Regions from separate parts of the Mus musculus genome. Here all the other regions are linked to region 4. A link is a contact called in public HiChIP or PLAC-seq, Micro-C and promoter capture Hi-C data. All regions are on one chromosome and are shown on one strand. Each heading gives the region's core, a stretch centred on a gene start, on an enhancer-like site or on the middle of the called end of the contact. The rest is flanking DNA. Distances are from core to core; before and after follow the strand shown. Region 1 holds the start of Soat2 (sterol O-acyltransferase 2). Region 2 holds the start of Spats2 (spermatogenesis associated, serine-rich 2). Region 3 holds the start of Lmbr1l (limb region 1 like). Region 4 holds the start of Atf1 (activating transcription factor 1).

The links. Promoter capture Hi-C pulls out the DNA fragments that hold promoters and counts their contacts. A called contact is a pair of places that touch in the nucleus more often than the background predicts. HiChIP or PLAC-seq counts read pairs in DNA pulled down with a chosen protein or histone mark.
Region 1: a promoter capture Hi-C map of pre-B cells shows a contact between it and region 4. The contact joins the promoter of Soat2 here to the promoter of Atf1 in region 4. A contact is called at or near these places in 3 of 39 promoter capture datasets (hippocampal neurons, liver and pre-B cells).
Region 2: a contact with region 4 is called in a Micro-C map of embryonic stem cells, with 9 times the contacts expected there. The contact joins the promoter of Spats2 here to the promoter of Atf1 in region 4. A contact is called at or near these places in 1 of 39 promoter capture datasets (cranial neural crest), 1 of 484 Hi-C or Micro-C datasets (embryonic stem cells) and 1 of 9 other capture datasets (liver).
Region 3: a contact with region 4 is called in an HNF4G HiChIP or PLAC-seq map of pancreatic cancer cells. The contact joins the promoter of Lmbr1l here to the promoter of Atf1 in region 4. A contact is called at or near these places in 1 of 39 promoter capture datasets (liver) and 1 of 115 datasets of contacts at active chromatin or transcription factors (pancreatic cancer cells).

The regions. Positions count from the first base shown.
Region 1 is chr15:102,149,188-102,152,344 of GRCm38.p6, forward strand. It overlaps Soat2 (sterol O-acyltransferase 2), which reads left to right and starts at 1,388. Exons shown (of 15, transcript NM_146064.1): 1 at 1,388-1,525; 2 at 1,919-1,974. The coding sequence starts at 1,447. Igfbp6 (insulin-like growth factor binding protein 6) reads left to right here. Exons shown (of 4, transcript NM_008344.3): 4 at 1-325. The coding sequence ends at 115.
Region 2 is chr15:99,125,054-99,128,133 of GRCm38.p6, forward strand. It overlaps Spats2 (spermatogenesis associated, serine-rich 2), which reads left to right and starts at 1,792. Exons shown (of 13, transcript NM_139140.1): 1 at 1,792-1,834.
Region 3 is chr15:98,916,472-98,919,561 of GRCm38.p6, forward strand. Lmbr1l (limb region 1 like) reads right to left here and starts at 1,627. Exons shown (of 17, transcript NM_029098.3): 1 at 1,379-1,627. The coding sequence starts at 1,450. Gm41396 (a long non-coding RNA gene) reads left to right here and starts at 1,498. Exons shown (of 5, transcript XR_001781764.2): 1 at 1,498-1,585; 2 at 2,442-2,551.
Region 4 is chr15:100,226,370-100,229,881 of GRCm38.p6, forward strand. Atf1 (activating transcription factor 1) reads left to right here and starts at 1,490. Exons shown (of 7, transcript NM_007497.3): 1 at 1,490-1,713.

The DNA.
Region 1 (3,157 bases), core at 138-2,637, 1.9 Mb after region 4:
CTCGCAGGGGAATCGCCGTGGCCCCTGCTGGTGTGTGGATCCGATGGGCCAGCCTTTGCCAGTGTCTCCAGATGGTCAAGGAAGCACTCAGTGCTCTGCCAGGAGCAGTGGGTGAAGCCCCGAGGGAGCCTCCAGGACGCCAGCAGGAACAGGGGGCTGTCATTTGAGCTGTATGTGAAGCAATGAATAACTCTGTGCCCCAAGACCCACCTTCACGCCCCACCCCATTGTCCCTGTCACCCTTGGGCCTTTACACAGCTAGTTAGAAAGATTGCTGTTGGCTTGTGTACTAATAAAACAGTATTGGGGGGGTGTCTCTGGCTTACGTCTCTGCGTCTGTCTCATTCAGATCTGGGGCCTCGTGCTCACTGTCTCCCATTGGTCATAGTGTTTCTACCTTCCCTGCAGAGCACAGCCAGCCTCTTCCATTGCCCTTGGAATACAGTAGACTGCCACTGCCACAGGCAGCAAGCCCTTTCTTTATCCTCACCCGGATACCCACCCGGAGCTCCCTTGTGGGACTGACTGAGATCCTGGCCTCAGTCCGAGATCACAGTGATTACAATCTTGCTTCTATCACTGACCTCTGGACTGATGGAGGAGGAGGATTAATAGTTAATCCCCAGCAGGAATTTGCCAAAGTGGAACTCCCAAGGCACTCACCTGCCCTACTGCCTACCAGAAAGAAACAAATGTGCTCAGGCTCTGTATGGTTTATCCAGACTACCTCCAGACTACCTTATTTGTGCTGGCAATCACCTGATGACGTAGGGACATTTTGTCCCATAATTTTTTTTTTTTTTCAGAAGAAGCTTAAAAAGTTTGGTCCACTTTCCTGAAGTTACATAGGTAGGCAAGGCAACCCCTGGCGCTATTTACTGTTGAATAAGTGTGTGTCTGCCCTTTCTGCTTATGTGGTAACCCAAGGTGTAGGGAAGAGCTGACACTGAGGGGCCTCGACCATCACACATGACACAAATAGAGCTCCTGACAAAAATATTGTTGCACACACATGTCACTACAGGCCTCATCCTGTGCCCTCAGAAAAATGACTACAAGGTACACGAAGATGTTTCTGGTCCCTCCCTGACCTTCAGTCTTGGTAGAGAGAGCCAGGAAGAGCCAAGCTATGTGATAAGCCTCGGGGAAGCAAAGTCCCCCTCACAACCTGATGCACAGACTCACTCCCGAAAGTGAAATAGCAATAGCGTGAAGCTGATCATAGTGGTTGTGGTGAGAGAGCTGTGAAAGCCACAGGCAGGGCCAGAGTATGAGAAACACTGCCTGCAGATAACCTATCTAACCCTCAACGGGGCTCCGGAAAGGACTTTAGTCCCTGGAGTTGTCAGATCTCTGAGTGGGACACAAGCTCTGTAGGTAGATTGAGAAAGAAAGAAAGGAAGAAGACAGACAACAGCTGTGTGCTGTCCGCTCTACACTGGCACCATGCAGCCAAAGGTGCCCCAGCTTCGGAGGAGAGAAGGGCTGGGAGAGGAGCAGGAGAAGGGAGCCCGTGGAGGAGAAGGTGAGCCGCCCTCCCATCCCCCACGCTCCAGACACTCAGGCGGGCCTGAGATGGGTGTGTGTAAGAGCTAGCCGCTAAGGCCACTTCCTTTCCTCTGGCTGTTCTGGGAAGCCAGAGAAGGCAGTTTCTGCCCTTTTCCCCCCAGCACGCGGACTGGCAATGGAGAAATGTTCAGAGCGTGGTTTGGCCTTCATTAGGGGTGAATGGAGTACTTCCTTGTTTTGGGTCCCCTGTTTCCAGCAATTGCATCAGGCTCTTTCTCGCCACTGTGTGTGTCACTTCCCTGGCTAGTGGCTCTACCCACGATTCTAAATATTGACTGGGAACGGAGGCTGTGAGCACACAGAACACCTAACTCCTCCCTAGTGAGTCCCCTTTGGTTCTTCCTCCTAGGGAACGCAAGGACACACGGAACCCCAGACTTGGTGCAATGGACTCGACATATGGAGGTGAGGGATCACGGCAGTCATAAAGGACAGGCTGGGGATGTGGCTAAACTTGTAGAGTGCCAATCTACCTGATGCGCAGCACCACATAAAACTGGTGTGATGGCAACTGGTGTGATGGCAACTGGTGTGATGGCATACAGCTGTAATCCTAGCACTTGGGAAGTAGAGACCAGGTGATCCGTAGTTTGAGGTCACCCTTGGCCACACAATAACATCCAAACCAGATTGGGCTACAGAAAACCCTGTCTAAGAAATAAAAAGTAGCCAAGGCAGTTGTGGTACATGCCTTTAATCCTAGCACTTGGGAGACAGAGGCAGGCCTGGTCTACAGAGTGAGTTCCAGGACAGCCAGGGCGACACAGAGAAACCCTGTCTCAACAAACAAACAAACAAACAAACCCCCCCAATCATTATTTATCTAAGATTTATTTATTTATTTATTTATTTATTTATTTATTTATTTAATGTATATGATACACTGTAGCTGTCTTCAGACACACCAGAAGAGGGCATCAGATTCCATTACAGATGGTTGTGAGCCACTGCTGGGAATTGAACTCAGGACCTCTGGAAGAGCAGTCAGTGCTCTTAACCACTGAGCCATCTCTCTAGCCCTATTATTATTATTATTATTATTAGTAGTAGTAGTAGTAGTAGTACTGTGTCTATGTGTGTCTGTCTGTGTGTGTCTGTGCATTCCTCTGTGTGCATCTGTGTATCTCTCTGCGTGTGTGTGTGTGTGTCTGTGTGTATATGTCTGTGTGTGTCTGTATGCGTGTATCTGTCTCTGTGTGTGTCTGTATGTGTGTATCTGTCTGTGTGTGTGTATGTCTGTGTGTATCTGTGTGTCTGTATATGTCTGTGTAATTTTTAGAAGTCAGCTCTCTCCTTCCACTGTGAGTTCATGATCAAAATCAAGTCACAAGGTTTACATAGTAAATTATTTTACCCACTGGAATATCTTAGCAGCCGCAGCTTTTGTATAAATATTCAAAAACCTCACTTAAATTGTCTGGTAACATTGTTTGGATAATGCCAACCTAGATTTCTTTCCCCTATCCACAATTTTTTTTCAATTTTTATTAGATATTTTTTCATTTACATTTCAGATGCTATCCTGAAAGTCCCCTATACCCTCCCCCTGCCCTGCTCCCCCACCCACCCACTCCCACTTCTTGGCCCT
Region 2 (3,080 bases), core at 542-3,041, 1.1 Mb before region 4:
GAACTTCAGGTCTTGATCTGTTGTCCTCCTTTGAATTCTGCTGGCACCAGGTATATGGTATACATACACGCAGGCAAGACACACAAGTTCAATCAATCAAAAAATATTAACATTACATGAAAAAAGAACTGCGCCTAGCATGTTTAAGGTTGGGGGTGGGTGGGGAGGGGCAGCAGTGCTCTTCCAGCACGGTATAAGCCTCGGATTTCCTAGTGATCAGGAGGCTGAGGCAGGAAGTTCCAGAGTTGGAGGCCAGCAGAGAGCTACATGGCCAGATCTTGTCACAATAAACAAAAATAAAAACAGTGCACAGCAAAAAGAACAAGGATCCGATGAAGACATCTGACTTGGCAGACACATACTGTCCCATGGTCAATTATATGATCTAAGACTGGAGTGATAAAACATATGGATATACTGTGCTCTGCCTGTAGCACACATCTATAAGCACGCACTTGAGGTGGTTCTGACTATTCAAAGCCCCTTTGCTTGGCTTCAAAGGAAGTGAGAAGTAGATGGTGATGAATATTTTCAGTGATGATTTAGTCGAAAACTCAGCCTCTACCAGGCGTATCCAACCTTTTGATATTGTGACATGATTGTCTTCCACAAAGTTCACTATTTAGATTTTAAAAATAACCGCCAAAACAGGTCTCATATTTAAGTTCCTTGGCTTGAATGTGGTTGGACATGCCCTTCCTAACCTCTCTCTCCTGATCAGAACCGGTAAGACACTAACTCAAAAGATACATCAATACTAGCGATGATCTGGCTCTGGAGAGGCTGGAGATTTCGAGCCCTGATTACGAAGTTAGGTATTTAACAGAAAGATTCGACAACAGCCCTTCCTAATCACAGCCACGTAGAGGGATGCAGGAAGTGTGAGGTCGTTCGCTCGCACATCCTCTCTCCAGAACCTCTCCCATCAGGCTGGGTGGCCAGGTGGCTCTGAAATAACCTTTAGGAGCAGAAGGTAGGTCCGGAGGCGGGCAAAGTTAAAGGGAGTGAGCGGCTGAATTGTTCCCTGCTAGAGAGGGCGGACGTGCCTGCAGACCTGGAGCGAAAGGCTCTAGGATCCCATTGGGAATCTTCGGCCACCTCCGGTGAGTTTCGGCTCTTTCCGTCAGTTCCCGCTCGGCTCGTCACTTAGGGGCACGCTGGCGCCCACTCCTAGCCCGGCCGCTTTAGGTCGCCTTTCCCGCACGCGGACGCGAGTACGCGCCCTGCTCGTCTCGCCGCCGTTCCTTCCCGTTTGGCCCCTGACCCGCTCCTTCAACCCCTCAGTGAATTAATTCCCCGTCTCCCGCAACTCAGGCGCGCGAACCCCGCGCGAAGGGAGAGCGCCTGAGAGGAGCGGTAACCCGGCCGCGCGCCCCGGTCCCCTCGGCTCCGGTCTCCCGCGTGCGGCGCATCGGGGTCGCGCCGGCGCGAGCGCGCGCCCTGCGCTCCGGCTGGCGGGGGGCGCATGCACGAGTACGAGCGCGCGCGCACGCGCGGGCTCCGAGGCGGGGCGAGAGGGGCGAGCGGCGGCGCGAGTGCGGGCGGACGAGGGTCGCTGTGGATCCGCGGGCACTCCGGCCCCAGCCGCGCCTGCGAGGCTCTGCCGGCCGCCCGGCGGACGAGGGACGCGGGGAAGGCGGCGGTGGGGGCGGGGCGGCTCGGCGTCGGGCCTCGGGCGAGCTGGGGGAGGAGCGCGGCAGCGACGGCGGCGGCTCCCGAGGACGAGGGCGAGGAGGAGGCGGAGGCTCTTCTTTCCTCATCCCAGACCCGGGAGCGTCCGGAACGCAGAGCCCGGAACTGGGGGGACGCGGCGGCTGCAGGGAGCCCGGGCTAGGTAAGGCTGGGGGTGTTGGGTGAAGTGGGTGGCGGGGGCGAGAGGGGCCGGAGGTGGAGGGAGGGCTCGAGGAAGGGGAAAGAGGGAAGGGGCAGTTGTTGGGGGTTGGGGTACCGAGAGGAGGGGGACCGGGAGCCCTTTGGTTCCCGCAGTGTGGAGAGGGCCGCGGGTTTCTGGGGTTAAAGGGGCGAGCGAAGCACACGGGTCCGAGTTGGGGAGTTTCCAGAGGATAGGCCGGAGAAACAATGGAGTGAGGGGGACTCTGGCGAGAGCGTGTGTGCGGTCCTAGATTTCAGAAACTACGTGCGGGATCGGAAAGAATGAAATAATGGGTCGATTGAAATGTGAAGTACGGCGAGATGGGCATGTGTAAAGTCTTCTGCATTGTGTCAGGACGCAAGTGCCATCATGGGACTTAAAGGGTAGAAGGACAATTTCGGAATTTGAGAGGAAACCGGACTAGAAAAGGCAAAGAGAGGCAAAGAAATACGAGTTTGGTTTTGAATTAAACCAGAGCCTAGGATAGAGGTGCACTAGAGGGTCTTCGTCTCCTAATTCATCCAAGATGATTCTATTTTTTTTTTTTTTTAGGGAGTGGGTTAGTCTTGGCCCCTTGCTAAGGCATGCAAGCCCTTCTCCCAGTAATTTTATTATTATTATTTATAGTTCATTTTGTTGTAAGGCAAAACTGTAATATTTATTCTCGATCAGCTCAGCAGACTACTGTATATAATTTCTCCGTATTTATTGAAGCAAGAGAGAACACACTGCCGGCAGTACTCTACCATGAGCGAGGTCAGCGATACTGCGGAGTTGAAGATGTTTGGTTTGAAAAGTAATGAATAACTGTGATTTTTTTTTTCTTTTTAAATTTAAGTTGTCTGTCCTTTGTTGGAATTTTTGTTTCCCATTGAGAAATGTTCCGGCTTGAAAAAAAAATGTTCATAAACCTTCTAATTCTGGTTTTGTGCTTGGGGGAAGAGAGTTTCGGTTTTTTGTTTTTAGAAATTGTTCAGGGATGCTGATTCCTAGTGGTCAAACTGCCTCCACATTCTCGTATTTTTGAGTTAAGGTGGTTTGGGAGTCCTGTGAATAAGTATTTCAGGGTTATGGACTTTGCATTCCACCCCCCCCCCCAGACTCCCCCCTTGGGGGTGGTCTTAGTCTTTATCAGTAACCTAGGCTGGCTTGTGACCTATTGTGTAACCCCAGTTAGCCTTTGAAGTAAAGTTCTTTTGCCTCAGAC
Region 3 (3,090 bases), core at 377-2,876, 1.3 Mb before region 4:
CTGATGTCCTAAGCTAATGGCTTAGGAGGCAGAAACACATACTGAGCAGTTTCTTCGGCCTCATCCCTCCAGGTGGTCAGTATCTTATAAGGCCTGGATGTGCCCCCCCCTGGCCCCCCACCGTGATATGCCCAATCCCCAATGTGTACCTCTCCCAAGGAACACAGAAGAGATGCTACCCGACTCTTATCCTGGGGCTAGATACTCGTATGCCCTCATTGGTAAGGGCAGACCTAGTCCCCTTTACCGTTTCTTCAATCTAAGCATGCCAAGGGGTAGCCTAAAGCTCAGCCTGAGAAAAATGAAGAAAGACACCATCTGAGCCCTCCCCTTTATTCAGTAAGATCTCCTTCCACTCCTCCAAACCCTTCCCTTTTCATTTAGTATGTGCAGAGCTCTCTGGGAAAACAAAACAAAATAAAACAAAAAAACCCAGCAGACAAAGAGATTATCATTCAAAGCAGGCCCAAGGAAAATAGATTTCCCTAAGTCCCACGGGTGCTCCTACCCTAGAGTAGTACACTGCCGTATGGAAAGTTCAACTGCAATTCTAGATTAATGCTTAAAGAATAAGAAATACAGGCTAGATGCGCTCAGGATCACTGCGGACCCGGGACCCTCCCACCCCCACCCCACCCCACCCCACCCCACCCACACATGAGAACTCACACGGGATGGCTGGAAACCCAGTCTGAGTGTCAAACAAATTATCCGGAAGTCGTGCGGGGTGTGTGTCATTGTATTGGCTTGTGTTTGGCATGCTGCATGCCAGAGGCCCAGGATTCAATCACAGAAGGAATGAAAACAACCACTACTACAGGGGAGAGAAAACAGGCGGGGAAACCTCGGTGTTCCTCCATCTCCACTTCTTACAACCCCATCTCGTCGGACAGGACTTCTTTCTTCCTTAGTGGGAGGACCCACTACAGCTCCCACTTTTCCTTCGCCCCTCGCGCCACCATCGCATGTCCCCGGTTAACTGCTCAATGTGACCGAGTCTCCCTTCATTTCAACATCAACCATGGTTGCCCTTCATCTACTTTTAAGGGGGAACACGCACACTAACTTGTCCCGAAGCAAATCCATCCTTTTCCAGAGGATCAAACGCTCCACACTAGAGGACCCCCATCGCCAGGAACGCCCACGGGGGTGGAGTAGAAGGGGCGGGGGGAGGGGCGAGCGGCCGAGGAACGGAAACCCGGCGGCTTTGTTTACGGCTCAGGGACCCAGCCGACCCGACCGGGAGTTCACCGGCCCGGCCCCGGCGCTCGCAGGGGTCGAGGTGCTCCGGAGCCCAGGCAGCTGGACTTCCCGTCTCCATCGCGGCGCGCCCCTCCCACCTCGGCCCGGCCCCTTCCCGCCCAGGTCCCGGACTCACGATGCACTCGCGGACCCTGTCGTGGAACAGCTGTTCTCGCACGGATAGCACTTCGTAGTCAGCTGCTTCCATACTCTGCTCAGCATGACTGGGGCGGGGGTGTCTCCGGGCCCGGGGAGGACGAGCGGGGATGAGGCCGCCGCCGCCCGCCAAGCACCCGGACCCAGCCTAAGCGCCTCTCCTCGCTGCCCGTGACGGAAACTCAAGGTAATCTGGGGCTCAGATTCTGCGGTCGGACGCCCCGCCCTTAAAGGGGCAGGCCCCAGCCCGCCTAGTCTTAAAGGGCTCGGGTCCCCCTCGGTCCCCTCCCCTTTAAGGTGGGGTCACTCGCAAGCACGTTTCAACGCAAGTACCCGCCGCCCGGCTACGCGGAAGTGCCAGGCTTGGTGCCCAGTGACGACACAAGGCCTGGGCGGGTTTCTTCAGAGGAGCGGAACTTACTGGTTCCTCGTAGACTGTCGGTCATCGCTAGGAGTGCGCTGATAGGACATTCTGGGAAAGGAGGCGGGATGTTTTTGGCCTGTCGAAGCTGTTCTAAAACTAAGAGTCCTTGTGGTCCACGGCTGAGATGTGAGGGTTGGTTCCAGGATGTGTATCCGTCAGGATTTTAGTTTAAACGAATAAGGTTGGGATCAGGTCAGCCCGTCGAGAAGATGTAAGCACCACGGGGTCTTCTGAAGGGACGGCTGCCTGTAACCCAAAGGTCCATAGCGTTTTCTTTTCTTTTTCTTTATTTTTATTTTTGGTTTTTCGAGATAGGGTTTCTCTGTGTAGCCCTGGCTGTCCTGGATCTCACTCTGTAGACCAGGCTGGTCTCGAACTCAGAAATCCGCCTGCCTCTGCCTCCCAAGTGCTGGGATTAGTGGCTTGTGCCACCACTGCCCGATGCGTTTTTTTATTTGTTATTGGAGTTTCCCTGCCACTCCAGACAGCTTTCACACAGTTATTTTTGTGGAAGGCCTAGGGTATTAGAGAACAAATAGTTAAAAAACAAACCACAACAAAAACAAAAAAACAGGAGACTTTTTAAAAATGTCATGAAACTTTTGTTTTGTTGAGACAGGTCTTGCGATGCAAACCAGGCTACCCTTGAATTCTCAGCTTCCTAGTTGATTGCATGTATTACCAGGCCCAGGCTATCCCGAAACTGAGGAAATATCCCAGGGAATATTGGTGAGTGGGTTGAGTAAAACATTAACTCCCAAACATTAACTCCCTGCTATGTGCTGTTCTCTTTATAGCCTTTATCTAATTTTAATGTTTTAACATTTTAACGTTTTAACGTTTTAATTTGAAACTAGAAAATAGAGGTTGGCCCAGTCCTACTTTGAGATTCAGAAACCATCTGGGCATTGTGGCACACGTCTTTTAATTCAGCACTAGGAAGGCAGAAGCAGGTGGATCTATAAATTCATGGCCAGTCTGCCCTTTACATAATGTTTTAGGACAACCAGAGTAACATGGTGAGAATTTGTCTCAAAAACAAAATAAATACATCCCGTGTATACATTTATGTTTATATAGTTGGCCCTCTGCATTGTTGGGTTCTACATCTGTGGGTTCAGCTAATCTCAAACACAAAGCAAAAACCATTTGGGAGGGGTAGCTATAGAGATGGCTCAGTTGGTAACAGGAGAAGGACCTAAGTTCCATTCCTAGCACCCACAATTAATGAGTAGTGCAGGCTGGTGAACCCGGGGAGGTGTGGACGG
Region 4 (3,512 bases), core at 240-2,739:
CACACAGACACACAAAATTTACAATAATATATTTAAAAAGCAAACACTTGAAAGAAAGGATGAATGTATAGAAGTGTTTGGAGGGGGGAAAGAGCTGGAGAGATGGCTCAGTGGTTAAGAGCACTGACTGCTCTTCCAGAGGTCCTGAGTTCAATTCCCAGCAACCACATGATGGCTCTGTAATGGGATATGATGCTCTCTTCTGGTGTGTCTGAAGACAGCTACATAAAAAATAAATATAGGCCGGGCGTGGTGGCACACGCCTTTAATGCCAGCACTTGGGAGGCAGAGGCAGGCGGATTTCTGAGTTGAAGGCCAGCCTGGTCTACAAAGTGAGTTCCAGGACAGCCAGGGCTATACAGAGAAACCCTGTCTTGAAAAACCAAATATATATTTATATGTGTGTACACACACACACACACACACACACACACACATATATATATCTTTAAAAGAAAAAATAAAGGTTTGGAGGGAGGAAAAGAGAGAAATGATAATATAATCTCAAAAAAAGGACCCCTTTTAAAAACACTATGGGTGATGGAATGACTGCTGCTGGCCTGTTGTTCAGGCCAGGCTGGTATCTGCAAGCTTTCCCCCGACCTTACTTTGTAGGTCACTTTCCATAATGTTGAGACTCTGACTTAGTGTTGTACTTTCCATAGTTTTTTAAGACAGGCTTTCTTTGTATAGCCTTGCCGGGCCTGGAACTTTCTATGAAGATAAGAGATAGCACTGTGCCTGCCAACCCAAAGTGCTGGGGTCAGAGGCACAGCTGACCACGCCTGGCAATTTCCATAAATTTGATAGCGACTCCAGAGAGGTTGGGTAACTAGCCTAATCAGTCAAAACCCGAGTACTTCTATTTAAAGGTAGTCATCGGCCTTAGCTTTATTGGGCAATATTTGCTGAATCACGGTGCCTGGAGTCTAATAAGCCCTTCTAAACGCTTCAGTTTTACATCACATCGTATGTTCTGAAGGCTCAAAACCAAAGTCTTCACTCACCCAGTTATTAGGAGGGAAGGTGTCAAATACAACTTCTCAAAACATTTGATAATGCACTTTGTAGAGGGCATGCTAAAAACAAGCAAGCGAGCGAGCAAACCGCTATGATGCCCTAGCAGAACCTTGCCAAGGCTGAGATAAAGGCATCTGTATGAAGGTCAACTCCCCACAAGGACATGCTAAGTCCTTTCCGAAGCACTAAGATGGCAGCGCAAGGTTTTACAGTTACTTAAACAGAGCAGGTAGCCGAGGGTCAGCTGTCCCGCCCGCGAGAGAGGGAGGTCAGGACCCCGCGCCATTGCCCCAAGATCCCCGGAGCTCCCCCAGCGTCCCCGTGGCGGCCCGCGCGCTCCCGAGCTCGCCAAGATGGCGGCGCTCACGTGACCACGCGGTGACGCAGCACGCCGGCGCGCAGGCCACGCCCCTCCCCACGCTCCCGCGCACTCCTCGGCCGCCCCCCCCCCCCCCCCCAGCCCCGGCCCCCGGCCTGTGCGGATCATGCCGCCTGCGACGCCCCTCGCGGCCGGGAAACGGTAGCCGCGACGGTTGGCTCTCGAGTTACGCTCTCCTCCCGCACCCCGCCGACCCCTGGGACGCGCGCCACCTCGCTGCGGTGCGCGGCTGGCAAGTGAGGAGTAAAGTCGGCGCCGCCTGGGACGGGGGAGTGGAGCTTCCTGCCCCGGGCAGCGGCCAGGCGGCCCCGCGGGTGAGTGGGGCGCGGCGGAGCGCGAGGCGGCCCGGGCGGGAAGGCGGCGCCGGCGGGGACGCAATGGCGGCCACGCGCCGGCCGGGGGTCGCGCGCGGCTCGGCGGGCGGTGGGGGAGGGGCGCGGTGGGGGTGGGGCCGGCCGCGCGCTTCCGGTCGCGCGCGTCCCGAGCGCCCGGGCGTTAGGCTCCCCTCGCCTCCGCGGGGCGCGTTGGGAGAGGCGCCCCGGGCCTCCCGCGCTCCTTGGCTCGGCCCGCGCCGCATGGAGGCGGGAAGAAAAGCCGAGCGGCGGCCTCCGGCAGGCTGCAGACGCCGCGGCCTTGGGCTCCCGCCTCCATGACTGGGAAAACCGAGGCAACCCGCCCTGTGGCGGGGCACGGCGTTCCTCTCCTTCCGGGAGTCTCGCCGCTGGCCGCCTAAGTTATGATAGAAACTTAAAAGAGTCTCGGTAGCCGCCTTTTCTTTTTGAGACGGGATTTGTTGCGAAGAGTTCATGGTGCAGGACTTCCAGACGCGGTCGCCGGGTCCGGTTTATTATAGCGTTTTTAGTTTTGCCTGAGACAGGGCTTACCAAACTGGCCTTAAATAAATTTATATATACATACACACACACATACATACATACATACATACATACATAGTCCAGGTTGGCTTCGAACACGGCTTATGTTAGGATTTTTTGTTTGTTTTTTTGTTTTTCTTATATGAGTACACTGTAGCTGTCTTCAGACACTCCAGAAGAGGGAGTCAGATCTCATTACAGATGGTTGTGAGCCACCATGTGGTTGCTGGGAATTGAACTCAGACCTCTGGAAGAGCAGTCAGTGCTCTTAACTGTTGAGCCATTTCTCCAGACCTTCAACATCTTTTTCAAGGAAGGAAGCTAAGACGCCTTTTCCTCACTCACCAGCTGAGAAGTCTCTGTACTTGATATTTATTGATATTTACTGTTCACTCGTGACAGTCTGCTGGTCACTGAGCACACTTTACTGCAGACAGGCACTGCCTTTAGAGAGCTTAAAGCTGGGAGAAACAGGCAGGCTAGTAAACATAGCTGTTAAGTAATTCAGAGATAACGAGCCAGGCAAGACAAATGTATTAAAATAGGACCTGATCCAGGCGTAGTGGCACAAGCCTTTAACCCCAGCTCAGGCGGCAGAGGCTCTAAAGACCAAACCAACCTCCTACCCCTCACCCAGGAAGGAAAGAAAACCACAGGACTTGGTACAGTAAGGAATGGCAGTAAGAGGTATTGCTGGGCCAGGAATGGTGGTGGACACAGCCTAGCTTCTGGGTTTTTGCATCCTAATGTGAGATCTGAAGTAAATACAGTTTCTTTAGGTCTCATCACCACAAAAACAAATCTCTTCTCTTGATATTTCACGTAGAAAGTCGCTTTCTTTGTAGGATTTATTAAAAGCACCTTGCCTTGGGCTAGGGATGTAGCCTGCTCTGTAGAGGACCTGGGTGTGTTGGCAGGTTCTGCTTAATTGAGGCAAGCGGGGATGTCTGGAGAGTCAAGTTCAAGAAAGGTCACCCTCTGCTATGTATCAGGTTTTGAGGCCAATCTGGGCTATAGAAGACCCTGTCCTAGGAGGGCAGTGCCTTGCCTTGTGTGTGACAGCCATCCATAGCCTGCGGACTTCTCCGTTTCCAGCATCTTGTTGGTGATGCATTTGGACTGCATTTCATTGCCTTCCTGATTCTGCCCAACTGTGCATCATATTATGATAGCTGCTACTTGGAACTTAATTGTTTTTATAGAAAATGTACTCAGATAGTGTATTTTGTTTAAAAAGG